Linked DNA regions of Drosophila melanogaster: region 1 is linked to region 2. The links are chromatin contacts, called in public Hi-C maps. All regions are on one chromosome and are shown on one strand. The core of a region is the stretch at or near the end of the contact, and the rest is flanking DNA. Distances in the headings are between cores, read along the strand shown. Region 1 holds the start of CG12448. Region 2 holds the start of CG42876.

Region 1 (6,590 bases), core at 370-2,869, 130 kb before region 2:
AATTTTGTGACTGATGACAGTAAGAAATGGAAATATTTTGTCCGTTTCCCCCGGGCACTTTGAATGGTCAAATGGAAGGTGGGACAGATGTTCAAGCTATATCTGAATGGCTGCCAGTTGTCTTGTGCATAAGAATGAAAGTCAGCATCAATTTTTTGCCCAGATTTTTTAGAAGGGAATATATATTTATTTGTAAAATTGTTTTAAAGTTGTTCATACTCGTAGGTAACTTAAATTTATTTTGCATGCTAATGCATAAACTATTTTCAATACAGGTTCACAATTTGAAGAGCCCATAATAAAAAACAGATCGAATGTGAAAATAGATTTTCCCAGCTCTCGGTGTCTTATGGAAAGTTAATTACTGAGACAACCTATTGGCACAAGCTATCGTCTTTTACTTGGGGCTTGCAAAAACAATTATATTCATCAGCGGTCGTTAGAAGATCATCAAGATAGTATTTAATGTTACGATCCTGTGCGTTTCGTGTCTTGTTCCTTTTTGCCAAACGCTTTACAAAATCTTTGCAAAAACGATTTCGCATATTCTCTCGCATGACATGCATGCTCATACGACGTTCTGCAGTGATAAATAGATATTGGTTATCGTAAAGAGCAACTATATGGTGTCAAACTTACTGGTTGAATAGTTCATGTACACCTTCTCCACATTCTTATCTCTCATTGCCTTGTCATATACCAGAATCGTACGCTGCAAACGTGGTGTCATTCGCTTTGGCAAGGTAAATTCTAAGTCGTTAATGTTTTCTATATAGGGTCCCGGATAAGGCACTTTGGAATAAGTATTTCCCTTTCGGAACTCATGTCGCCGGTCGTTTATGAAGGATCGCTTCATTGCAATGGCTGCCCGCACACGGCCGTTATGAAAGCGGTAGCCAAAGGTACTAGAAAGGTCCTCGATCTTACTTAGCAGACTATGAATAAGACTCAACAACAATTAAAGTGTGAAAAGGAAAAAGGATTTTCAAGGACTTACTCAGATTCCCTTAATGCATAAATTCCTGGTAGCATATGTTCCTTTCGCATTCTGTGGACCTTTCTGTAAAGCGAACTGAGCATATCTTCCACATACTGTATTCGGAGCGACTTCATGCCCTGGAAGTCCTGGAAGTACTGGCGAGTCATCCATCCGCGGAACAGCGCCTGAATCTTAGTGGCCATATCGTGGTGATACTGGATGATCCTCTGCTGTAACAGCTGTTGCATAAAGGAGAACTTTGAGTGTCGCACCCAGAAACCACGCCACCACTTGCTAATGATGGTGGCAGCATCGATCTGCCTTTTAAGAGTACTTCTGGCCAAAAATCCCCTCACATGACACTGAATAGTCCTTGCAGCGTTGAACTGTTTGTAATCCAGGAGGGCAAGTTTCAGTCGACTAGATTGACCGAAATACGAATCCTGACTACTATTGGATTCCAACCAACAATCGCTGAAATTGTCCGTGTTCTGATGGCTTCCAGAACTGAAATCGCTCATGTGCTGAGAAAAGTGTTTAGAACCTCGCATCACCGAAGGACATTGTAGGAACATGGTCAAGCCGTATTCTTGCGTATGTTTATGTGTATAAATGTATTGCTGTAATGCTGTATATGTAGCTTAATGGAATTCAAAAAAGTCATTGATAGAAATTTCTAGGGAACACCTTTTCGAAAAATAAACAACATAATCTTGTCAGCTAATGGCGAATAACGCTGATTCCGCAGATATATTGGGCTTATGTTGCCGTGATATTGTACTCAGCATGAATATGATGATAAGTACTAAGTTCACCCTCTGCTGCGCCACTTGACACACATCTCTTGGCTGGTTACTGGTTTCTGGTTGGATATAGGCACCGTCCTCTCTGCCTTCATCACACAGACCGCATTCCGCTTTTCCCCGCAGAACCCACCAAATATGGGGCAGAAGCTCCACTCGGAGGCGCAGTCAACCTGTCAGTCAGCCAGGAATCCATGAATACGTGGCGAAGAGTCTCCTTTCGAACGCACTTGCAGCTTAAAGGATTTACATTGAATACTGAATGCTGATACTTCATATCAGTTTAGTTTTCCCTCGCTTTCCCTTAAAAAAAAAAAACGAAAAAGAATGGAGGGCGCAGTGAAAATCTTCGATTTCCATAAGTGAATTTTCCTCGACGCACACAGGCATGTCAACTAGGCAACCCAGCCACACGGGCGCCTTACACACATGTGTGCCACTGTCCCTGTTCTCGGCAGTCGAAAACGAAATGGTGTCATGTACGAAATGTGAAAATCGTGTTGTACAATTTCATGGCTTGGCTTTTGCCAATTTCCCATGTAAAGTCAGTCGGCTTTTCGTGTGGCGCCAAAGTCGAAATTCCCTGCTCCCTGCCCTTGCCCATGCCACGTCCCCTTTGCGGTGGCAACTGCGCGTATTTGGTTTGCTAATGGGCAACTTTGGATTTTCAAATCAGTTGGAAAATGCACTGTGCGTTTGTATTGTTTTTCGCAATATTCCAAAATCCATTGCAGCTTAAAGCGTCCATCAATGATTTAGAACCGTAGGGGATTCTCCGAGTAGAAGACAGTAAATCCTCCGCTGGGATATTGAATTTGATGATGATTGGAGTTGTCAAGACTTGAGACTTTCATGAAAGCCGAAAACCAAGCCACAAATATAAAAGGATTAAATAAATTCGGTACATTCCGCACTATGAGGAATACAAATAAAATACAAACAATACAATTAATTCAAAAATTTAAAAAAATGTCACAAGAAGAAGTTATTATTTTAGAATTCTTATACCAAAAAAAGATTATATAATTATATTTAAAAATATTTATTCAACTGTTCAATGCAGAGTTAGAGAGCTTACAAGATAAATGGTGAAGAAAATTCCGTCGAAACGAAATTTACATAACAATGAATTCAAATATTTCTAAGCTTACAACTGGATCTAATTCTATCCCCCCTCTGCTCATCAATTTTTTAGGTTAATTCGGAAGCCGAATCCAGTTCAATCATCATCCAGCAACATTGTGGAATTCCCAAGCAGGAAAAGGAAAAGCTGGGAGTGAGCCGAAGTCATATAAAATACATAGCAGCAAAGTGGAAAAATTGTGGAAAGCAGGAAATGAATATGCAAAAAAGGGCAGAAGGGATATGAAAAATGCAAATAGCCAAATCGAGTTCAATGAGAAATGCAGCTAACCCTAAGCCGAGCGTATTTACACAATTTCACATGCAAGGCAACAGCAGTGGCATTCAGGTAGTTCGGGGCACACAGGACCAGGTCACAGTCCGAATACAAATGCGACTCACTGTGCTGATTGCTAATTGTGGCTGACTGGTAAACCGAAGAAAGCAAGAGCGCCGAATGAAAAATGCATTAAATGCAACCACAAAATAGAGCAAAAAGTAAAACCAATCAAACGACAAAAAAGGGGAAATTGCACATACTGAGCGCAGAGCAAAACAAAAGGATGACAAAACCAGTTAGCGAATATTAAAATTGATTTCTGCGGTCTGGATAGCGGATATTGCTCATATATGTACGTCAATCGGTTGCAAAGGGCAGCGTGATATAAAAAATTAGCTGATTTATAAATAAACAATCATATTTGTGGGCAAAAGGACATAAAATGCAAAAGCCAGCGCTTAAACTGCGTCGACTCTTCATCATTACCGCAATTTATATAGCCAGTTTGCCAGGTAAGTTTGTTAAATTTGAAAAGCAAACACTGTCATGTCCTCATCACCTTTTACTATTTGACCACTCTCGAGCTTTAATTTAAATGTCCCAGCACACACAGTTGGCCTGAAATATTAATCGAAAATTATGGCCATGGGGACTGCTGTTTTCAAACTGGGCAATCAATTTGCCACCCACTGTTTTACTGCTCTCCCACATCATTTGCGGTTCAATTATGTTTGCGGTTACTATTTGTGAAAACGTTTCAACCCCGTCTGTGAACTTCTTTCTTTTTGTTTTTAAAAAGCGCCATGACAAATCGAATTAAGCACCAAAAAGTGGCGAATAAAACATACATATTGAACAGAATGGCAATTTGTTGCTGCTCCTATGAAATACCTTTACTTCAAATGAAATCAAATATCAGATTGTTACTTTTGTAGTAAGGCCTTATTGTAATTTCTAAAACTAAACGTACTTTAAATTCACTATTCTATTAAGGAGGCATTTGTTTGAATTTCTTCTTCTTTAAATGAACATAATATCGGAATGCAATTTAAGCTTCACTCACTGATATTTGTTAGGTATTATGTTCAACTTCTGCCACCTAAGCCCAATACACTATCCATTTATACCCGGCTAATTTCCATTGATAAGTTGACGTTCGTTGCTCCATTCCCTCGCTATATATCCCAATATATAACGGCCTTTTATGAGTATTAATAATTTTGCTGGATTTTAATTTAATATTGGTGCCTGACTGCAGCTTACATTCAGCTGTTTGTTTGTCACTCTTGACGTTCCCCACCAAATGCAATATGATTCGGATTTCATTTCAGTTCTCCGGCTTTATTCAGGATTTTTTCCAGTCATCTCTGTCTGACACTCCGGGCAAAATAGCTGCTGCAATGAGTTGTCGCTTTGTCTGCATTTCCGGCAGCTTTAATTTCGTTTCATATTCCTTTGGCTTGTCGACATTCCCTCCTACTCAGTCAGCCATTCATTGTGGGATTGGGGCATAATAAAGTTGTAAAAGAGGCGCTCATAAATCCCAGGCATTTTATATTAAAAACGGAAAGATTCGAGCAGGGAAGTAAAGTGTACTTGGGAAGCCGCCTTTAAAGGCACGCAAGCGGCTGTCGATGCAGAGCAATTCATCACAGCAACTTCCGGTTCCGGTCTGGGCTAGATCTGCACTTCTTGCTTGCTCTTAATTCGGGCTAGTCACACGCCTCCCCCTCCTCCAGAACGTACTAACTGGCATTTGGCAAAGAGACGTGTGCCATCGCCCACCCGTCTGGTGCAAAACCACTCGTATTCCATCGAAACAAAGAGGAAACGGCGACAGGACCTGCTAAAAACTTCCAATCACGTCTCGCGGATCCTTCACTAGACACGCATTTCAATGGCCAACATTAAGGGGGGGGGGCTTCCAGGAAGAGAGTGTCTGGCCGTGGAGCATATTTCCAAAAAAATAAAAGGCCCACAAGCGTCAGAGCGAGATTCGTTTGATACCCCGTTTCTAGCTTTTACTTGAATGAGATCATTAAGAAAATATTATTCTTATATTTTTTGGTTGTACGGAAAGAGCTTGGGTCATATATATTTATATATTATGTTTTGGAATATATATATTATTCCTTATCACCGTTAATCCTTGAAAACCCATAACTTTTGATGGGCATTATATTATTTAATAATTTATTTTATAACATTTCTCTTATAAGTACGTTTTTATCATTTCAATGAATTTATTTAATAAGAAAATTTTTTTTAAAGATATTTATAATTTTGGCATGTTTTCACCAACTATTGAACAACATCTCGCATTTCAGTTCACTTCTAGTCCCTTTGCACCAGAAATGGCTTATTATTTCTTATATTTTTATATAGCGTTTTGCTGCCGCCCACTCGGGAAACCAGCAACGGACTGGCGGGCAATTTTCAGTGCTAAACTTTTGACACCCGCACATAACACTCACATATACACACGTCCGCCAGCCCACACACACTTGTTGTTGTGACACGCACGCGATGCATGTGGCGTCTGCCGGAAATGCCAAGCTCAACGTCCAAGAGCAGGAACAACAATGCCAGGAATCAACTGTTGGCATGTTGATGTTGACGCTTTGCCACTCCCACTCCCACTACCACCCATCATCCAACGGCCGCCCAACACCCACTGGCAAGCGCCACCCACCGCTTCTGCCACGCTTAGCTGACATTTTTGCCAGCGTAATCACGATTAAACTGTCAACGGCATACTAATTAGATTTTTATTTTTATTGCGCCATGACAACGCCGCGTGACGTTGCCGCGTCCTTCCGCGTCCTGCCGCTAACCAACCCCCACCCATCGCCTCTAACTGGGCGGTCCCTGCTTAGCTGCTCTTTTTATGCCCTAGCAAAGGGTATTGTAATGTTAATCTGATATATATATGGCTATTTAGCACCTGTTTATGCATTTTTTATCTTAAATGCAAAGGCATCTTGTATTCAAGAGCATTCTAAATACGGGAAGTTCTGTATGTGAAGATTTGCCCAAGAAACCAGGATAGATAGACGCACTTAATATTATCTAATATTTTAAAGGCAACAACAATACATAATATGCACTCTTTTTTCACACGATTTAAAATTTAGTAAAACTTAAAGCTTAAAACTTTTAAGTAAAGGTCTTTTATGCATACATCGCACTTTATTGGTCGACTAGTCAATAGTATTCTATTAATGCCAGGGTATGAAAGTTTCGGGTTTTGAAAGTTGGCTCTTCTCCTTATTTTTTCCGCTTTTTGTGTCGTTCTGAGAGAAGCGCGTGCCTCGCATGACCAAGTGACAGTGCAGACGATGGGTGGTGACCCCGACTGATGGTCCTGTCGGGAGGGGGACCTAAATCCAGACCCTTGGCCAGGCAC
Region 2 (6,815 bases), core at 1,840-4,339:
CTGTTGCCATCGGCAGAAAGGTAAACAGAAATGTTTTCATGGACACAACTGAAGTGGAAAAAAGGAACCATTCCATAGGAATCGGTGGGAATAGCGTAGATATCTGCCTCCCTCTCTGGGGTGTCATTAGCCCCTGTTGTTATAAATACTGTCTACGCCGTTATTTGTTGGTTGGGTGAGTAATGTGTTTAGCTAGATTTATAGGCTTAGTCCTCCTAAGTTATGAGCCACAGTGTAATATAATCTCTTGTAGAGATACTAAATATACCTGAAACAATAAATATAAAAACAAATATTTGAAATGTTAATTTAATTATCAGAAAGCATTTTACTTACGCCAAATTACAAATTGCATGTTAGGGATACCACGTAGGACTACCCGCAGGGATAAATGAATGCTCTCCATGGCTAAAGAAAATATTGTTGTAAACTAGAACGAAAAAGCGAATTTCTAATTATACGTAACTGTTCGTTGAGCCCCGAAATGAAAAACGTTAAATGAAAATTGTGAAACGGCTAAAACGAAATGAAATCATCAACAAAAGCATAATTCAATTTTACGGACCGTTGAAGCCACTAATGAATTATCGTATAGAGTTCGATAGGACATAGCCATGGATTTATACAACTTCATATGTGCAGATGTACCCATCGCAAATAGTTTTTCTGTTTTTCTTTTTTTTATGCATTTCCATTAAATTTCATTGCATTTTGGATTTTGTTTCTGTGTGCCATTCGGAATTCTGTTTGCCAGGGCCCAATGATCCCTTGCCTTTTTCCCTCTTGTTTCGATTAGGTTTTTTTCGGGTCTGTATATTTTTCGTTTACTTAATGAGCAATTTGCTGCTCAAAAACTTTTTTTACCTATTTCTTTATATTTAAGAATAAACACCGAAAGCAGTTGTAAACAAGTAATTGCACTTGAAGACAATCAGATAAGAAAACCGAGGTTATAACTTTACAGACGAGAGACAGGAAAAAAAAAGAAAAAAAGAGGCGGGAGTTTTGGAAAAATGGGATGGCGAAAGGGAGCGAAAAAGCTCATAAGATAATATAGGGAAAAAATTAAAATATGTATTATTATTTTAATACCACATTTTCTTTATACCAAAATATTCTTGGACTTTTGTTATAGGCAATATTTTTGGGGCATTTATAGCCGACTGAAAAATCTAAAATAGGATGGTCATTTTATAGAGCTCTCATATTTCCTTTTTATAGATATTATTATTTATTTTAGGCAATTTTTTTTTTTGTTTTATTTTGTATAACTTGTATGACTTCGGCTTTATATCAAACGTTGGGCTTTGCTTTAAACTGGGTTACTGTGCTTCGTGGGCTTTTGTAAATTAGGCTATTTTAAAGCTGTCTCGTCCCAAGAGGCCCCACAAATATTTAACGCAACATTTAACCATCGGTTGTGCGCACCACACCATCAACCAAATGTCCATATAACCAAAAAAAAAAAAGGCGTACAAGGCCAATTGGGCAAGGGATGAAAAAGGGTAACTGAAAAGGCCAAAAGGCAGCTTTGATGTTATTGCCGCAAATTAGCTAGAAATCTTTTGCCTACAGGTCACCGCTATCCCTTTTTTCATTCCATTCGACCATTTACCACTTCTTTTACCCGAATATTTTTTGGCCTTCAGCTTTTCCGATTATTTTTACCTACACCTGTGCGTAACAAATAGAAATTTGCCAAGAAAATAATTGAACTTCAATTGAGTGAGAGCATGTGCAGAATTTCAAGTATACGTATTACCGCCTGTATGTATAGAAAGAGCCAAACGCACATAAAATAAAATACAAAGTTTTGGATTCCCCCAACTTTGGCAGACTCCATGCTCAAGTTAAAGCGGATTCCCAGTTATGTTTTCCCATATTTCTGCTATAAGTCGAGGAAGGGAAGCAGCACATTTTTGCTGCATCAATAGTTCAAATACTATTTTATGCTTAGTTGATTATTGACTGCAAGTGGAAATTTACTTTTGCTTCATCGAGAAAGGACGAGCAAGACAAAAAGAGTCTCTTTTTTGGGTTAAGTCTGGCAGAACGTTAAAAATTGGCAGACGAAAGAAACTTGTTTGTTTTTCAACTTATACGGAAATTGTATTTTTGTCCAGCAGGGAAAAAATCAAAAAAAAATCTGACAAAACTTGACAAAACAAATTGTGAGTGTCCTAACGTATACTGCGCCTTCGTGAATTCCCATTTTTGCAGCAGTTCATCTCTGTATTTCTATTGCATATTTTTGTTGTGAGCTTACGGAGTTTGGTGAACCAATACATACGATTTCTACACTCATTTGTATTCCATGTATCAGGCATAGGGCTAATTCTTCTTCGGTTTATGGCGATTCACTACCAACCGTGCTTTTAGTCACTATTGTTAGACCTTGTTCGATTCGATTGTAGAATCGTTCTTGCCGTTTCCTGTTGCCTTCTAACAATCCGAATCGCATTGTCGCTGCAGTCAAGTGCACCGCCAGAGTATCCAGCGCTTTTGTGGCCAGCGTGCAATGCTTTTCCTTGGGTTTCTATTCAGGATTCCATTGCGGCCCTAACTAACCCACACACTTCAAACTCTCGCTTTTAATGCGCTCTCCATGGAAATGCTGTTGCCATACAATCTAGGTTAACGAAGGTGCCTTAGAAGATGGATTTGTGGGTCGCAAAAGTGCAAAACAGAGCCTGGATGCCCTTTACTGCTCTACTTTTGTAAATCCATATTGGCTTAGTTTCCAAGTTACGAAAAAATGTATCTTCTCCTCGGTCAAAACCGCATTTTGAATTTCTGTGAGTGCATTTCAGCGCTTAAAATGGAAAATAAATAATTTTAGGGAAAATATTATAATTTTAACTCAAGCAAAGCTTTAGAATGTGAGTGAGTTGCATTTGGTTCTCAGAGCAAGGGAAAATGACATGGATTTGGATTCGGAAAATATATATACATTTTTTTTATAATATTTCACACAACCTCTGATTATTTAAAAGAAGATAAGACCCGCAGCAATCACTTCCACGAAGAGATAACACTTTGAGCGGTATAAATGCGAATCTTTACTCAAGTTCGATCTGAGTTATGAGTTCTCGGGTTACCATGTCGGTGCAATGGAAAATTGTCATAATGAGCTTCTTTCTGTTCAGTACCGCGCACGCTGGAGGATATTGTGGACCCAACAAGATATATGCGTGTGTGCCTACGCTATTTTGTAAAGATGGTCGCAGCACGCAAAGAAATCCCGCTGCTCACTTCAACAGGCAGTGCTTTTCGTTTGAATCTTGCTGTGACGTTAATAGGGTGAGGCCAAAGATTATTCTTTGAAGTGGCACTTTATTGAAAAACATGTTGTTTTCAGGTAATTTATGGAATGCGGTACACTGGAGGAGATTTCGAGCCAGGTCCATACGAACAAATCAGCGAGCCATTCAACAATGCTAGTGGAAAAACTTCTGGCACAAACAGTCAACAGTCAACTGGTAATACGGGTGGCACTAGTCCGACCTTGAAAAAAAAGGGCGGAGTGTCATCTATAACGAACATTCAAAATACTAATAATGGCGGAGGCAAAAATTTTACAACAAATAGTCAAATGCCGAGTTATACGATGAAAAGTCAGCCATCCAATAACGCAGGTGGAAAAACCACTACTGCAAACAATCAGGCACCCAGTGACTCAGATGGAAAAACTTTTACACACAGTACAAATTTACATGCTCATAGTTATCTTAACAATAATTCCGGAAAAACTAACTTAGGAAACCCATCTACGGCTAATACTAAAAATACAAAAAGTCCAAATTATCATCATTATCAAAATCATAATTACAATCCCAGTGGCAATTTGGGCAGGGATGTTGGAGTTCATAGACTATCTTCAAACATTTAAGTAATATCACAATTCATAAATTCAAGATAAGCTAAAGAGCGATTCGAAACTTTTAATAAATAAATACGTAAATATACTACAGTAGACGTAGTACGCTTAGAAAAACTGTTGAAACCTTTACACGATTAAAGAAATGAAAAGTACGTTCTGATAACCGTCTGGAAAACGGGAAAAGGCGATGGAGAGAAAGGTCAGCTAGACCGCTGCAGCTGTCACCATTGACAGGAAGTCGAAAGTTAGCGTCCCCCAAAAGCGGAACTCAAACTGACAGCAACAAACACACTCACCCGCCAGCCTCAAGGGCAGCCGAAAAGAAAATCAAGGCATGACAGAAATAAAGGACAAATATCTATAGGAAAATAAAAACCGAAATTTGATTTTCACAGACAAGTAAAATATTTTTTACCCCATCCTTCGCTTCTATCGAACCTATGCCAGCTGCTGAAACCAAAAGGAAATTTTAATATAAGAAAAAAGGAAAACTGGGAAAGAAAATAGAAGGACGCTCCGAGTGCGTTTTCCAGCTGTTTCACTTCAACGAGAATTTGTCATTTCTTCTTTTTCGTATTTTCCTGTCTCATTCTAAGCTTGTTTGCATGTGTTTCTCAGTCTGTTTGTGGTTTGTCCTTCCTTTGTTATTTATTATTGTTTTTCAACAGGAAATTCGTTTTCCTTGTTGTTTTGCTTCCTGCTTATTTTGGTTACCAGTTTCTTTTCATCAATTTCTTCGACTGTCTGCGTATGATTGGGAAAATCGGCACCAGAAAGCCCTTCGTCAGCCTGCAAACTAAATGCATTAGCTGATTTTAATTAAAATTATTTTGCACAGCTAAAATCAATTTCAATTTAATTCTTAAGATTATTAGCCTTGAAACTTGCTTATTCCCATATAAAAGGAATAGAAATCGTGGGTTGGTTGCATATGCTTATTTCTTACAAATATATAGATATATTTTTTTTTAAATACTCCCAAAACCATTTTAAATACAAGACGCAATCCTTACACTCAATTAAATCATCTTATTTCTGGTCAAAATATTAAAAAAAAAAGCTGGTCGAAGAGAAAAAGAAAGCTACCGTGAGGCGGCAACTCAAGCTCATTAATTTAACTTACCCAAAAAGGAAACCAAGTGGGGATGGGAAATTCAGGCCAAACAATACCGAGATAGAGGGACCGGAAAACAGGATGTGCGGCCAGGTACGAGGAGGCAACCAGAAAAAAAAACCACCAAGAAAAAGTAGCACGGAAGCGGATTTTCATTCAAGGTAAAAGCAATCAATCAATATTCATGAAATCAGATTTAATTTTAAGCGCATTTAAGTTGCCAGCCAGGAGGAGGAAAGGAGGACGCTTTCTCCATCTCGGCCCACAATTTCTCCTTGGTAATGATTCAGCATTAAATTTCGGGTGACTGAAGAAAGGCAAGAAACAACAAAATCAGCAGCGACAGCAACAGCAACAAAGAAAATCAGTAAAATGAAACGATGTCGACGTCAAAGCAAATGAAACTGAAGATGAGACCAGAGCAAAATTTCGGACGAACATCATTAGAAAGTTACTGGAATTCGGTTGTAGCCGGATGGTTGGGGTTTGGTGCTGGTGTTTGGCTATATCCATCCGACCTTGCTAATTGTATGACAACGGGGGGTGGGATTCGCCCACCTGGCCATTGAAATCATTGCTCCGTTCAAGTAGCTGAGCGCACAAAACTAAGCTGCCAATTCAATTTCGTAATCAGAGTGGCATGAAAAATTAAATAAAACATGCAAATAAAATTATTACGCATAATTTGTGTGCACAGGGTGAGATGAAGGGCTCCCGTTAGGCAATACCATTTTCCCGCGAGTTTTTCCGGTGCGGAGTGCCTGATTTTATTTCTGCTGGGATTTTGGGTGACTGATTCCCTTTGCAACTCAATTTATTTTTCTGCTTGACAATTTATCTTCAAATTTAGCTCAAGAACTTTATATTCATACATTATTAGTCTATCCCATTTTTAAATACTATTGAAATTTAGTTAATCATGGTAATTACCTTTACCTTTAGGTGTTTATTTTAACACTTTTTAGTTAAAAAAAAATATAAGATTTTCTAAGTAAAAGTTAAAAGTATTTAATTGCTTATAACGATTACTTTAAAATAATGACTTATATCTTGTTTTGCATGATTAAAATATGCCTTAAAGTATTTCAATTAAATATTGTTTTCAAATTATACTAGTTTTGCTTTTTAAAAGCTTACCTTCATTACTCGAAGCACATTTGTAGCTGTCCGAAAAAGGCAAGAGTTAATAAAGTCCTTAATTAAGTTGCTGTTATGTAAGTAGTACACCGCTGTATTTTTATATGCTAGAGCGAGTGCGATGCTTGTGTGGTGAGGCCTCGGTTGTTGAGGTCAAAACTATTAGCAATGTGCCGGGAAATTAAGCAAAAGTTTGGGGAGTAATGAGTTCGTAACAGCGCAGATTTAACTGGATGTATGAGTGGGGGGGGCGCTTATCTAATATGTGCATCTGAAAATGAGATTGGAAGCAGGGCATAAACCTTGGGTATCACAAAACACTCTGCCCTTGTTAACCTTTTTTTTTTTGGTCTATATTCCCTGTATTCCATTCATTCGCCTCGTTAATCGAGCGTTTTATCTCTCCCAGAGATTTGTAAATTTGTGAAGCATTTTTTAATGTGCTTAATTTTATTTGGGATCCAGCCACTCCAGCTTCGGTGTTCCACTGTTTCGGTTTGAACATGTGTTGCTGGCTAAACTTTTTCATTGTTACCCCGTACATCACACAAGCGGCTTTATTGGTCAGCAGGGGTTAAAGTAGCCGAGTTAGTTTTGTCAGCCTTGGCATTAAACCCATGCTGTCCATCGTTCGCCTCATTTCCATCTGCCAGAGTTGCCGCGCCGCGGGTTATTTGTTGGGTT

Evidence for each region. A called contact is a pair of places that touch in the nucleus more often than the background predicts.
Region 1: a Hi-C map of the Kc167 cell line shows a contact between it and region 2, with 2.5 times the contacts expected there. A contact is called at or near these places in 11 of 107 Hi-C or Micro-C datasets (the Clone 8 cell line, the Kc167 cell line, the S2 cell line and 8 more).

The regions. Positions count from the first base shown.
Region 1 is chr2L:15,936,470-15,943,059 of dm6, reverse strand. It overlaps CG12448, which reads right to left and starts at 1,619. Exons shown (of 3, transcript NM_165140.2): 1 at 998-1,619; 2 at 640-935; 3 at 206-580. The coding sequence starts at 1,554. The coding sequence ends at 375. It overlaps beat-Ib (beaten path Ib), which reads left to right. Exons shown (of 7, transcript NM_078855.4): 2 at 2,978-3,696. The coding sequence starts at 3,627.
Region 2 is chr2L:15,808,415-15,815,229 of dm6, reverse strand. CG42876 reads left to right here and starts at 3,089. Exons shown (of 2, transcript NM_001299036.1): 1 at 3,089-3,300; 2 at 3,359-4,659. The coding sequence starts at 3,100. The coding sequence ends at 3,889. It overlaps lncRNA:CR44602 (long non-coding RNA:CR44602), which reads left to right and starts at 4,911. Exons shown (of 2, transcript NR_124291.1): 1 at 4,911-5,155; 2 at 5,212-6,815.